Linked DNA regions of Mus musculus: regions 2 and 3 are each linked to region 1. A link is a contact called in public Micro-C and promoter capture Hi-C data. All regions are on one chromosome and are shown on one strand. The core of a region is the stretch at or near the end of the contact, and the rest is flanking DNA. Distances in the headings are between cores, read along the strand shown. Region 1 holds the start of Commd4 (COMM domain containing 4). Region 2 has its middle 37 kb from the start of 4930430J02Rik. Region 3 holds the start of Snupn (snurportin 1).

Region 1 (2,968 bases), core at 260-2,759:
CAGAAGCTCCTTTAGCACCTGGCTACACAGCAGTCGCAGCTTCACAGAGGACTGAAAAGGATGTCCCTGTCTCAGCCAGACTGACCAACCTTACCCCTCACTGCTAGGGGACTGGCTGAAGGAGGGCCAGCCACGTGACCAAGGTAACAGAGCATGAGGCCCCATCCTCAGGGAGACTCCTTCACCACCCCAGCCCGCTTCCAGCTCCCAGTCCCAATCTCCTCCTTCCACCCTGAGCCTCTCTCCTCCCAACCCTAAGTAAACCAGTGCACTTAACAATTTTGGCCAGTGTGCTGATCTCTGCCAGGACCCAGTCGGGACAGTCCAGATCGCCACAGAACCGGAACCTCTGCAAGAGAGTAACGTGGGAAGGCAGGCTGGCGGTTGGGCTGAGGTGTGGCCAGGAATGAGTACTGTCTGGTCACCTGTTGTCCCCTATGTCCAGACTGTTGTGAATACTCTGCCCACACTGCCACCTGACCTCGTTCTGACTTTTACTCTCTGCATCCGTGGCAATTTTCCTTAAGTGTCTACCATGCTCCAGCCACAACAACTTGCCCGATTCTCCTTGTTACCCCAGCCCCACTTCTGCCTTCACCTTTGCTGGGCCCTTCCTGGTCCTAGGTTTTTCCAGGCTTGTTGGCAGTGCTGGGGCTCAAAGTCAGGGCCTCGGGCACATCTACCACCGAGCTACAGCACCAGATTCCACTTCCCATAATCTCCTAGTTAACAAAGCACTTTGGGCAGCCAGAGGGAATGCTCGCTATTTTGATAATAGTGATCCAAGTCCCAGTGAGACTTAATCTTTGCTTGTCTCGCTTGATCTTCACCAAGCTCTAGCGCGACAGGATGTGGCACTCTCAAGGAGCCTGGCTCATTCAGAGACTGCACGGCTGTTTCTTGTCTGAGGCTATTCTTTCTCTGCCTCCGCTTCTCATCCGGGTAACACAAATTACCCTTCACCGAGTTGCATCTTCAAGAGTCCTAACACTGCGCTCACGGTTCAGGAAAGCCTCTGCAGTTGGAGAAAGACCTACGGCTGCCAATTCTTGCTTCTGACTTGCCCTCCCCTTCTGCAGCTCGAATCCCGATGCCTGTATGGGCTGGACACTCAACACGCATCTCCTGAATGAATGGATTATGAATCAGAAAGCTTAACCCAATCCCAAAACCACTCCTTCGCTCAGGAAAGCGAGGAGAGGCTTCCTAACCAGTCCTAAGCATGTTTTCGTCCTGTGACCCGACAGTCAGGGAAGTGGGTGACCCAGGGAGGTCCCTTGGGGGCCGTGGAGAGTCTGAGAATCCGGGAGGTGGGACCCTCCGGCCCAGGGATGGACGCGAGGAAACGCGGCTGCGCCTGCAGACTCCGACGTTCCGCCGCGCCCAGGCAGGCGCCAGTGAAGATTGTCTCCTTAAGCTCCTAGAACCACCGAACCCCTTTGTCGCCCGATACCCAACTTCCCATCTTTCCCAATCCCTCACCATGATGTCAGGAGATCCAATCCAGAGCTTCTTCCGGCTTGACTCAGGTCAGCTGACTCTGTGATCACATGACACCTACTGGTACAGGGAGGGCGGACCGTTAATGTAACCAATTGAGAATGCATATTCCTCCAGGAACAAGCAGCCTCTAGCGTTTCACCGGGATTATCTAAACAGAAGGGGATGGGTGGAAATAATTCCATTAATTACTTGGAGGGAGGATCCCATGATCCACGAGTATTGAAGTGGGTTCCACGGTTTCCTTCTTAAGCAATACCGTTATAAAAAACTATGGACTATGACAAAATATTTTTTAATGAAAATCTTACTGACTGCCTAGGGCGTGAGGGCACGCATCTGAAATAACAACACTTGAGAGGCTGTGAGGCAAAAGGATCAGAAGTTTAAGACAGCCTGGACTACAGAGTGAGACTCCAAACCTAAAACTGCCCAGATGGCTTAGAGTACCACCCAAGTTCGAACCCCGGAACCTTGTATAAAGGTGGAAGGAGAGCGCCAACTCACAAAAATCGTTCTCGACACAAGTATGGCCACGCTTGCAGCACACACACACACACACACACACACACACACACACACACACACACACACTAAACCTTTCAGGTGCCTAGCACCCATGTAAAACTCTGGACTAGGGGGTGTAAATAGAGATAGGTGGATCCCCAGAGCTCACCAGCCTCTTAGTCAAACTAATCTGTGGGCTCCTAGTACAGTAAGAGGCCCGGGTTGGACAGGTAGGGGTGGGGGAGTGGAGCTCGAAGACACTTAGCAAATGATGTTGACCTCTGACTGCCATGTGCACACAGGGGCATTCACACACACACACACACACACACACACACCCCAAATCACCCACCTATACACTAAAACAAAAATATATTAATGAACATAAATAAGACACTATTAAAAATATGATGCACGTGCAGGAAATTATATGTAAGGGTGAAGCTAAAAGAATCTTCATAAACTGTACCCCTCACCCCCGTGTAAACATAACCAGTAACCAGATTAAAACAAACAAACCCAGAATGTTACTAGTACCCTCCCTCCTCATATCTCCTTCAAGTCTGGCTGTTTTTTAAAACTCCTTATTGATTCTTGGAGTTTCACATCATGCACTCCACTTCCCTCATATCCACCCTTCTTCCCCAAATAAAACACAAGCACAACCACACATACACATACAAGCACACACACACCACCACTACCAACAACAACAACAACAACCAAGCACAGAAAAAGTTCAACTTGGCCAGGCGGTGGTGACACACACCTTTAATCCCAGCACTTGGGAGGCAAAGGCAGGGTGATTTCTGAGTTCGATGCCAGCCTGATCTACAAAGTGAGTTCCAGGACAGCCAGGGCTACACAGAGAAATCCTGTCTTGAAAAAAAAAACAAACAAACACCCCCCCCCCAAAAAAAAAGAAAGAAAGAAAGAAAGAAAGAAAGAAAGAAAGAAAGAA
Region 2 (3,386 bases), core at 649-3,148, 200 kb after region 1:
AAGTGCAGAACATATTGCCATTTGAACAGGAAGAACTGGCTTCTTTGTGGTACCAGGTCTGCAGACAAGATCTTGCAGCTTTAGTTTTTAGTCTGGTTGGTACATTGGTTTCCTTATCTGATGGACACTTGGTGTTCAGTCATCAACATAGAATATACACCTCTTTGCGCAGCTATCAATATTTCTAATGCCATCTTACTTTGTTGGACTCTCTTCCACATTGGGTGATTTGATAGTTAATCCTCGCTGTCAAGTTGACTAGATTTAAAGGAGGCTGATATGGCTGTCTCCTGAGAGGCCCTGCTAGAGCCTTACAAATACAGAGGTAGATGCTTGCAGCCAACCATTGGCCTGAGCGAGGGGTCCCCAATAGAGGAGTTAGAGAAAGGACTGAAGGAGTTGAAGGGGTTTGCAACGGCATAGGAAGAACAACAATATCAACGACACCCCCCTCCCCCAGAAAGCTCCCAGAGACTAAGCCATAAACCAATGAGTGCACATGGCTCCAGCTGTATATGTAGCAGAGGATGGCCTCATCAGGCATCAATGAGAGGAGAGGACCTTGGTCCTATGAAGGCTTGATAGATGCCCCAGTGTAGGGGAATTGAGGGCAGAGAGGTGGGGGTGGGTGGGTGGGTAGGTGGAGAAACACCCTCATAGAAGCAGGAGGAGGGAGGATGGGATAGGGGATGTGATGGTTTGTATATTCTTGAGCCAGGAAATGGCACCATTTAGAGGTGTGGCCTTGTTGGAATAGGTGTGACCCGGTTGAAGTAGGTGTGTCACTGTGGGTGTGGGCTTAAGATCCTCAGCCTAGTTGCCTGGAAGTCAGTCTTCCACTAGCAGCCTTTGGATGAAGATGTAGAACTCTCAGCTCCTCCTGTGCCATGCCTGCCTGGTTACTGCCATGCTCCCACCTTGATGATAATGGACTGAACCTCTGAACCTGTAAGCCAGCCCCAATTAAATGTTGTTTTTATAAGACTTGCCTTGGTCATGGTGTCTGTTCACAGCAGTAAAACCCTAACAAAGATAGGGGGTTTCCAGGAGTGGGGGGAACCAGTAAAGGGGATAACACTTGAAATGTAAATAAAGAAAATATCCAATTAAAAAAGAAAAAAGAAAGAAAAAAGAATCACATAAGAGACACTTCTGGGTATATCTGTGAGAACATTTCCAGAGAGTTTCACTGAGGATGGAAAATCCAACCTGAATGTGGGTGACTGGGCACCACCTGAACACAAGGACAGAGCAAGTGGAGCTCAGTGGTTATCTCCCTCTGTTTCTAACTGCAAGTGGTCCTCCCTTCTCCCTAGGGTAACTGGCCACCATCCCATGAGGGTAAAGGGAACAGAGTCGACGAATGGGGTTTCAGACAGCCCATAGTGTGACTGAGATGACAGACTTATCTCTGGGATCAGTTTCAGAAAGACAGTTCAACCTTATTCAGGGTGAATGGTGCTTATATAAAATGTTGGGGGAGGGGGTACGAATATCCAGGGTGGGTAGAGGTCCTTGCCTGCTACCTAAGATACTAAGATACCTCATTAGTGACCAAGCCAGATCAGTCAGTCACCCAGGTCTCAAGGGAGGAAGCCAGGATTGAAAAGAAAAAGACAATTAGACAACATTAAAACATGACTCCAGCCAGTGCTGAGGCTGAAGTGGGTTTATTTTTTTCCCAGTCTGCTTTTATACCATTTTAAGTACATTCAAAGAATGAGGTCAGTTCTAGGTCAAGGAATAAACAGGACACAAAGTCCTGTGATCACTTTTTCTATGGGCATATCAGGTTGACTAAGATCAAAAGAATGCCACACATTCCCCAGCTGAGTTTACCCAGAGCTTTGTATTAGCCCAAATGTGAAGATTCTTATCTGAGCCTACTTCCTTGTCCTAGCCCAATGTCAAATTCCTGCCAAATTCCTACAAGGCCACCCCAAAAGTTCTCCACACATTAGCATGGGGAGGCATTCCAAGAATCTCAAATGTTTGATGAATGGGTTTCTTTTGGGGAGAAAGGGTCTTGGATCTGTGATTTCTCTAAGGGCTATGTGACATTCCTCTGGAAGGGAGTGTGGGATCTGGTATCCCCCAAGTAGAGCAGAGGAAGCCTAGCTGACAAAGGGAGTCTGACATTTTGCATTGGGTGTTTAACAATTCTGCTTTCTCTGTGCTATCTATAAGCTTGTGCCCTCTACAGGGCAAGAGCTTAACGCAGGAGCTGATGCAGAGGCCATTGAGAAGTACTCATGGCTTGCTCAGCCCACTTGCTTATAAAACCCAGTCCCACCTGTGCAGAGGTGAGACCGCCCACAATGGGCTGAGCTCTTCTACATCAATCACTGACTTAGTTAGGGCTCCCATTGCTGTGAAGGGTCAGCAGGACCAAGGCAACTCTTATAAAGGACAACATTTAATTAGGACTGGTTTACAGGTTCCATCCATTATCATGTATGGCAGCACCCAGGAAGGTATGGTGTGGGAAGAGGTGAGAGTGCCACATTTTGTTCTAATGGCAAACAGGAGAAGGCTGGCTCCTAAGTAGCTAGGAGAGGGTCTCACTCCCTGCCCTTCCCGGTGGCACAGTTATTCCAACAAGGTCACACCTCCTAATAATGCCACTCCTTGGGGCAAGCATAGTCAAACCACTACCATAACTAATTAAGAAAATGCATCGTAGGCCAGTCGTATGTGAGAGTTTTCTTGAGATTCCCTCTTCCAAATGACCTTATATCAAATTGACAGCAAACTAGCCAGCAAATAGGTCCTGTACCTGTCACTCCTTAACCGCATGATGGACTAATGATGACTTTCAAACTAAACCAAAATAAACCCTTGATTCTTCTAGTTGCCTTTTGTCAGATATTTTTTAACAGTGATGAGAAAGGAAACCAACACTGGATTGGTGCTGAGGGGTGGGCTTGCTGCTGTGAGGCACCTTATTGGGTAGTAAACAAGCCTTCGACTGGTTTAGAGGAAAATTTGGGAGAGTTTGGATGTGAGGGCAAGAGAAAACCTGAAATGCTGACAAGGGGTTTAATGGGCTGTGCGGTGGTAGTTTGGAGGAGCAGAATGCCAAGAGAAATTCAAACAAGTTGAGGTTTGGCTCATGAGGCTTCAGAGAAGAATAAAGAATCCCCCAGAGGCTATTTATGTTGCATTCTGTCCCCACGGCCCCCAAATCTGGCTGTGCTCTTCCCACATCCTGAAAATCTAAATGAGGCTACATTTCAAAGTAATAGGCTAAGTTATTTGGTTAAGGAAGTTTCAAGACAACATATCCAGGATGTGGTGTGGCTAATGCTTGCTGCTGTTCATCGGATCTATAGTGAGAGAGAGTGGACGTACATGGGCATCCATGAAGAAACCTGCAGATACAGAGT
Region 3 (3,304 bases), core at 135-2,634, 210 kb before region 1:
AAAAAAAAAAAAAGAAAAGAAAAAATAATAATAATCCGAAGCAGGCCACTTCAGGATGATCAACTGCTAGTTATTAGCTTGTCCCATTATGGTTCCTGACAACCCTGGCCAAATTACTCCCCCACCACCACCCACAGGGCTCCTGACTTTCCAGGAACTCTGCAGACCAGGCTGTCCTTTAACTTAGAGATCTGCCTTTCTCTGCCTCTTGAAAGCTGGCATTAAAGGCATGTGCTAGCACTACCAGCCAGTCCTGCTTTCACCCCCTGTTGTTCGATTACAGGGTGGTGCCACTGCAAGTTTAGCGCAGGCTATACAAACACATTGATTGCTGAGCAACATCCCTAGCCACACCCCAGTTCATTGAGGTGTTAGAAGCAACGCATCTGGCTCACATTATAAGCATTAAGTAGCAAGTCCTGTTTTCATTTTACATGCTAGAAGTCTTACCCTGCAGACACGATGTATGGGTTTGCTTAGGGTCTCCTAAATCTCGGTCACTCATGTAACTACTTTCAAACCGGACTAAGTGCTGCACTCAAATGCTGAACGTTACCTATCAGGAATCGAGCCAGGTCCCTTTCCGCGTCATGTTAGAAAGGAGAATAGGGATAGCAGTGGTGGCGCACGCCTGCACGCCTTTAATCCCAGCACTCGGGAGGCAGAAGCAGGCGGATTTCAGAGTTCGAGGCCAGCCTGGTCTACAAAGTGAGTTCCAGGACAGCCAGGGCTATACAAAGAAAGAGAGAGAGAGAGAGAGAGAGAGAGAGAGAGAGAGAGAGAGAGGAAGAGAGAGAGAAAGAGAGAGAAAGAGAGAGAGAAAGAGAAAGAGAGAGAAAGAAAGAAAGAAAGAAAGAAAGAAAAAGAAAGAAAGAGAGAAGAGAGAGAAAGGAGAGAGAGAAAGAGAGAGAGAAAGAAAGAAAGAAAGAGAAAGAAAGAAAGAAAGAAAGAAAGAAAGAAAGAAAGAAAGAAAGAAAGAAAGGGAAAGGAAAAAGGAAGGGAAGAAACGTTTATTAGTTCGAAACCTGAAAGCCATTCAGAAAATCGCACAAGCAAGACAAAAGGGCTGTCAGTGCAACTCTCGAGTTTGGGCACACCCGGAGAGGTGGCGGCCACGAAGTCACGGTTTTGTCAGTGAAAGGATCCGGGGCAAGTTTGCGATCAGTACTGAAGGCTCCGTATCGCGGACAATCTCGCTAGAATCCCGAAAAAGCCTAAACCAAATCTGGAAGCCCCTCCCTAGGGAGAAGAGTCGCTCAGTTCAGGGCGGAAGTAATGTCCTGCCCGACTCAACTCCCGCGATGCACCACGGTAGGCGGAGCCGGAAGTTCGAGTGCAAGCTTGAGCGGGGCGTGTCTAGCTCCGCTAAGGCACCTAATTGGTCAGTCGGCACAGGCACTGGCGGCGTGCGCGAGTGGTACGGACGTGCGGTAAGTCTGGCCCTGTCTAGTTTGGCGTTCTCTCAGCCGCAAGCTCAAACTTCTTCTGATGACCCAGGGCTGGCTTCGCAGCCGTTACCTGGGGAGGCTGGCCAGTCTTGGGGACTTGGACTTGGCCATATTTTTGTCGTTGTATTCCAGGCAGTCTGGCTCAAACTCATGAGGAACATTTATGTGTGGCAGGGAGAATTCTGTAACCGAAAGACAAACGACTCCATTGCTAGAGAGACAGTAGCGGGGAGGGCGGCAGAGTTCACGGACGTGTGGTGGGAGCATCTATTGGGCTGGAGAAGAGGCTTGGGTGAGCCTGACACTTAGGAATTAGTTCGCTTCTTTTCCTCGGCCTCCTGCCTTGCTGCCATTGCAGGTGTATGACACGTAAGGTCCTGTTAGGGATCATTTCTATGGCATACTTCAGGATACCTTGACGGGGAAGCTCAGTAATTATCTACTGAATACTCCCGGTTATTTTACAAACACTCTGATGCACACCTTAAATCCACACTGATAATAGTCACTTTTAACAAATTTTCTTAGAAAGTATTCTTAGCCGGGTGTGGTGGTTGCATACCTTTAATCTCAGCACTCAGAAGGCAGGCAGGTCTCTATGAGTTCGAGGCCAGCCTGGACTACAAGGAGAGTTCCAGGACAGAAAACCTGTCCCCAAAACAAAACAAAACAGAAAAAAAAAAAAGTATTTTTAATGTCTTAGGATATAGGAATGCAGCTTTCTTCTTTTTCTCCTGGGTTTCAGACCCAAGGCTTGGTGCAAATATGGTGCGCACTTTGGCAAGTACTTTACCAAGTGGAGGTATGGCACCATCCTTTGTTCTTTTATTTGTTTATTTTCCTATATGCATATGTGTATGTGTGTTTTGCCTACATGTCTGCACACCACATGGGTGCCATGCTGGGAAGAAAGTCAGAAGAGAGTTCCAGTTAGTTCCCTGGAATTGGTTTACAGGTGGTCATGAATTACCACATGAAACCCAGGTCCTCTGGAAGAGCAACCAGTACTCTCTTTTTTTTTTTTTTTTTTAACTAGTGCTGTGTGTGTTTTTAAGATTTATTTATTTTTATTTATATGAGTACACTGCAACTGTCTTCAGACACACACTAGAAGAGTGCATCAGATCTCATTACAGATGGTTGTGAGCCACCATGTGGTTGCTGGGAATTGAACTCAGGACCTCTGGCAGAGCAGTCAGTGCTCTGAACCGCCAAGCCATCTCTCCAGCCCCGCAACCAGTACTTTTAACCTAATGGCTGAACCATCTCTCCAGTACCCTTCCACCCTGTCCTATCCTGTCCTGTGCATTCTTGCAAGATGGAAACAGTTGATAACAGTGTAAAGGTACTTCCCACTGCAGAACTGTATATTTGAATGGTTAAGATGCTCACTAACCTCACTCCATCCCCAAATCAATCAAAACCAAGCACTGTCACTGGGCTACAAAGCCAGCTGCTTAGCTACATTGACGGACCAGATTGCAGAACTGGGAATTGGACCTAGGGACATCACACATGCAATGGAAACACTCCTCTATTGAGTTATAATTCCAGCTACCCCCTTTAAAAAACGATTTAGTTTATTACGTGCCTCACTATATGTATGTGTGCCATGTGCTTGTCTAGTGCTCACAGAGGCCAGAAGAGAGTATCAGATTTGTTGTGAGCCACTGTGTTGGTGCTGGGGATTGAATCTAATTCCTCCGTAAGAGTGACAAGTGCTCCTAGCTCCTGAGCCATTTCTCCAGCCTGTTTTTTTTTTTTTTTTTTTTTTTTTGAGACAGGGTCTCAATAGACCCACACATATCTAGAATTCCCTAAGAATCTGAGACTGACTTTGAATTGCTGGTCCGCCC

Evidence for each region. Hi-C and Micro-C count contacts between places; a contact is called where the count stands out from the background. Capture Hi-C pulls out chosen DNA fragments and counts their contacts.
Region 2: a Micro-C map of embryonic stem cells shows a contact between it and region 1, with 3 times the contacts expected there. The contact joins the enhancer-like site here to the promoter of Commd4 in region 1. A contact is called at or near these places in 8 of 39 promoter capture datasets (HPC-7-derived erythroid cells, embryonic stem cells, hematopoietic stem and progenitor cells and 4 more), 20 of 484 Hi-C or Micro-C datasets (the BV-2 cell line, the Ba/F3 cell line, CD4 T cells and 8 more), 7 of 115 datasets of contacts at active chromatin or transcription factors (embryonic stem cells and large pre-B cells) and 2 of 9 other capture datasets (adipose tissue and liver).
Region 3: a contact with region 1 is called in a promoter capture Hi-C map of liver. The contact joins the promoter of Snupn here to the promoter of Commd4 in region 1. A contact is called at or near these places in 25 of 39 promoter capture datasets (the 3T3-L1 cell line, the C10 cell line, the HPC-7 cell line and 17 more), 36 of 484 Hi-C or Micro-C datasets (3T3-L1-derived adipocytes, B cells, CD4 T cells and 27 more), 35 of 115 datasets of contacts at active chromatin or transcription factors (the 230-238 cell line, the SCID.adh cell line, SST interneurons and 25 more) and 5 of 9 other capture datasets (adipose tissue, embryonic stem cells, liver and 2 more).

Annotation. Positions count from the first base shown.
Region 1 is chr9:57,156,790-57,159,757 of GRCm38.p6, forward strand. Commd4 (COMM domain containing 4) reads right to left here and starts at 1,510. Exons shown (of 8, transcript NM_025417.2): 1 at 1,483-1,510; 2 at 278-349; 3 at 1-51. The coding sequence starts at 1,485.
Region 2 is chr9:57,352,758-57,356,143 of GRCm38.p6, forward strand. No RefSeq gene overlaps it. Among named protein-coding and RNA genes, the nearest start is that of 4930430J02Rik, 37 kb to the right of the region's middle. Within about 2 kb of position 1,899, at least 16 of the 459 cell types and tissues checked have an H3K27ac peak or open chromatin away from gene starts, as enhancers often do. A contact at or near this core is called in embryonic stem cells, stem cell-derived epiblast-like cells and trophoblast stem cells, where this site is marked.
Region 3 is chr9:56,949,524-56,952,827 of GRCm38.p6, forward strand. Snupn (snurportin 1) reads left to right here and starts at 1,385. Exons shown (of 9, transcript NM_178374.4): 1 at 1,385-1,430.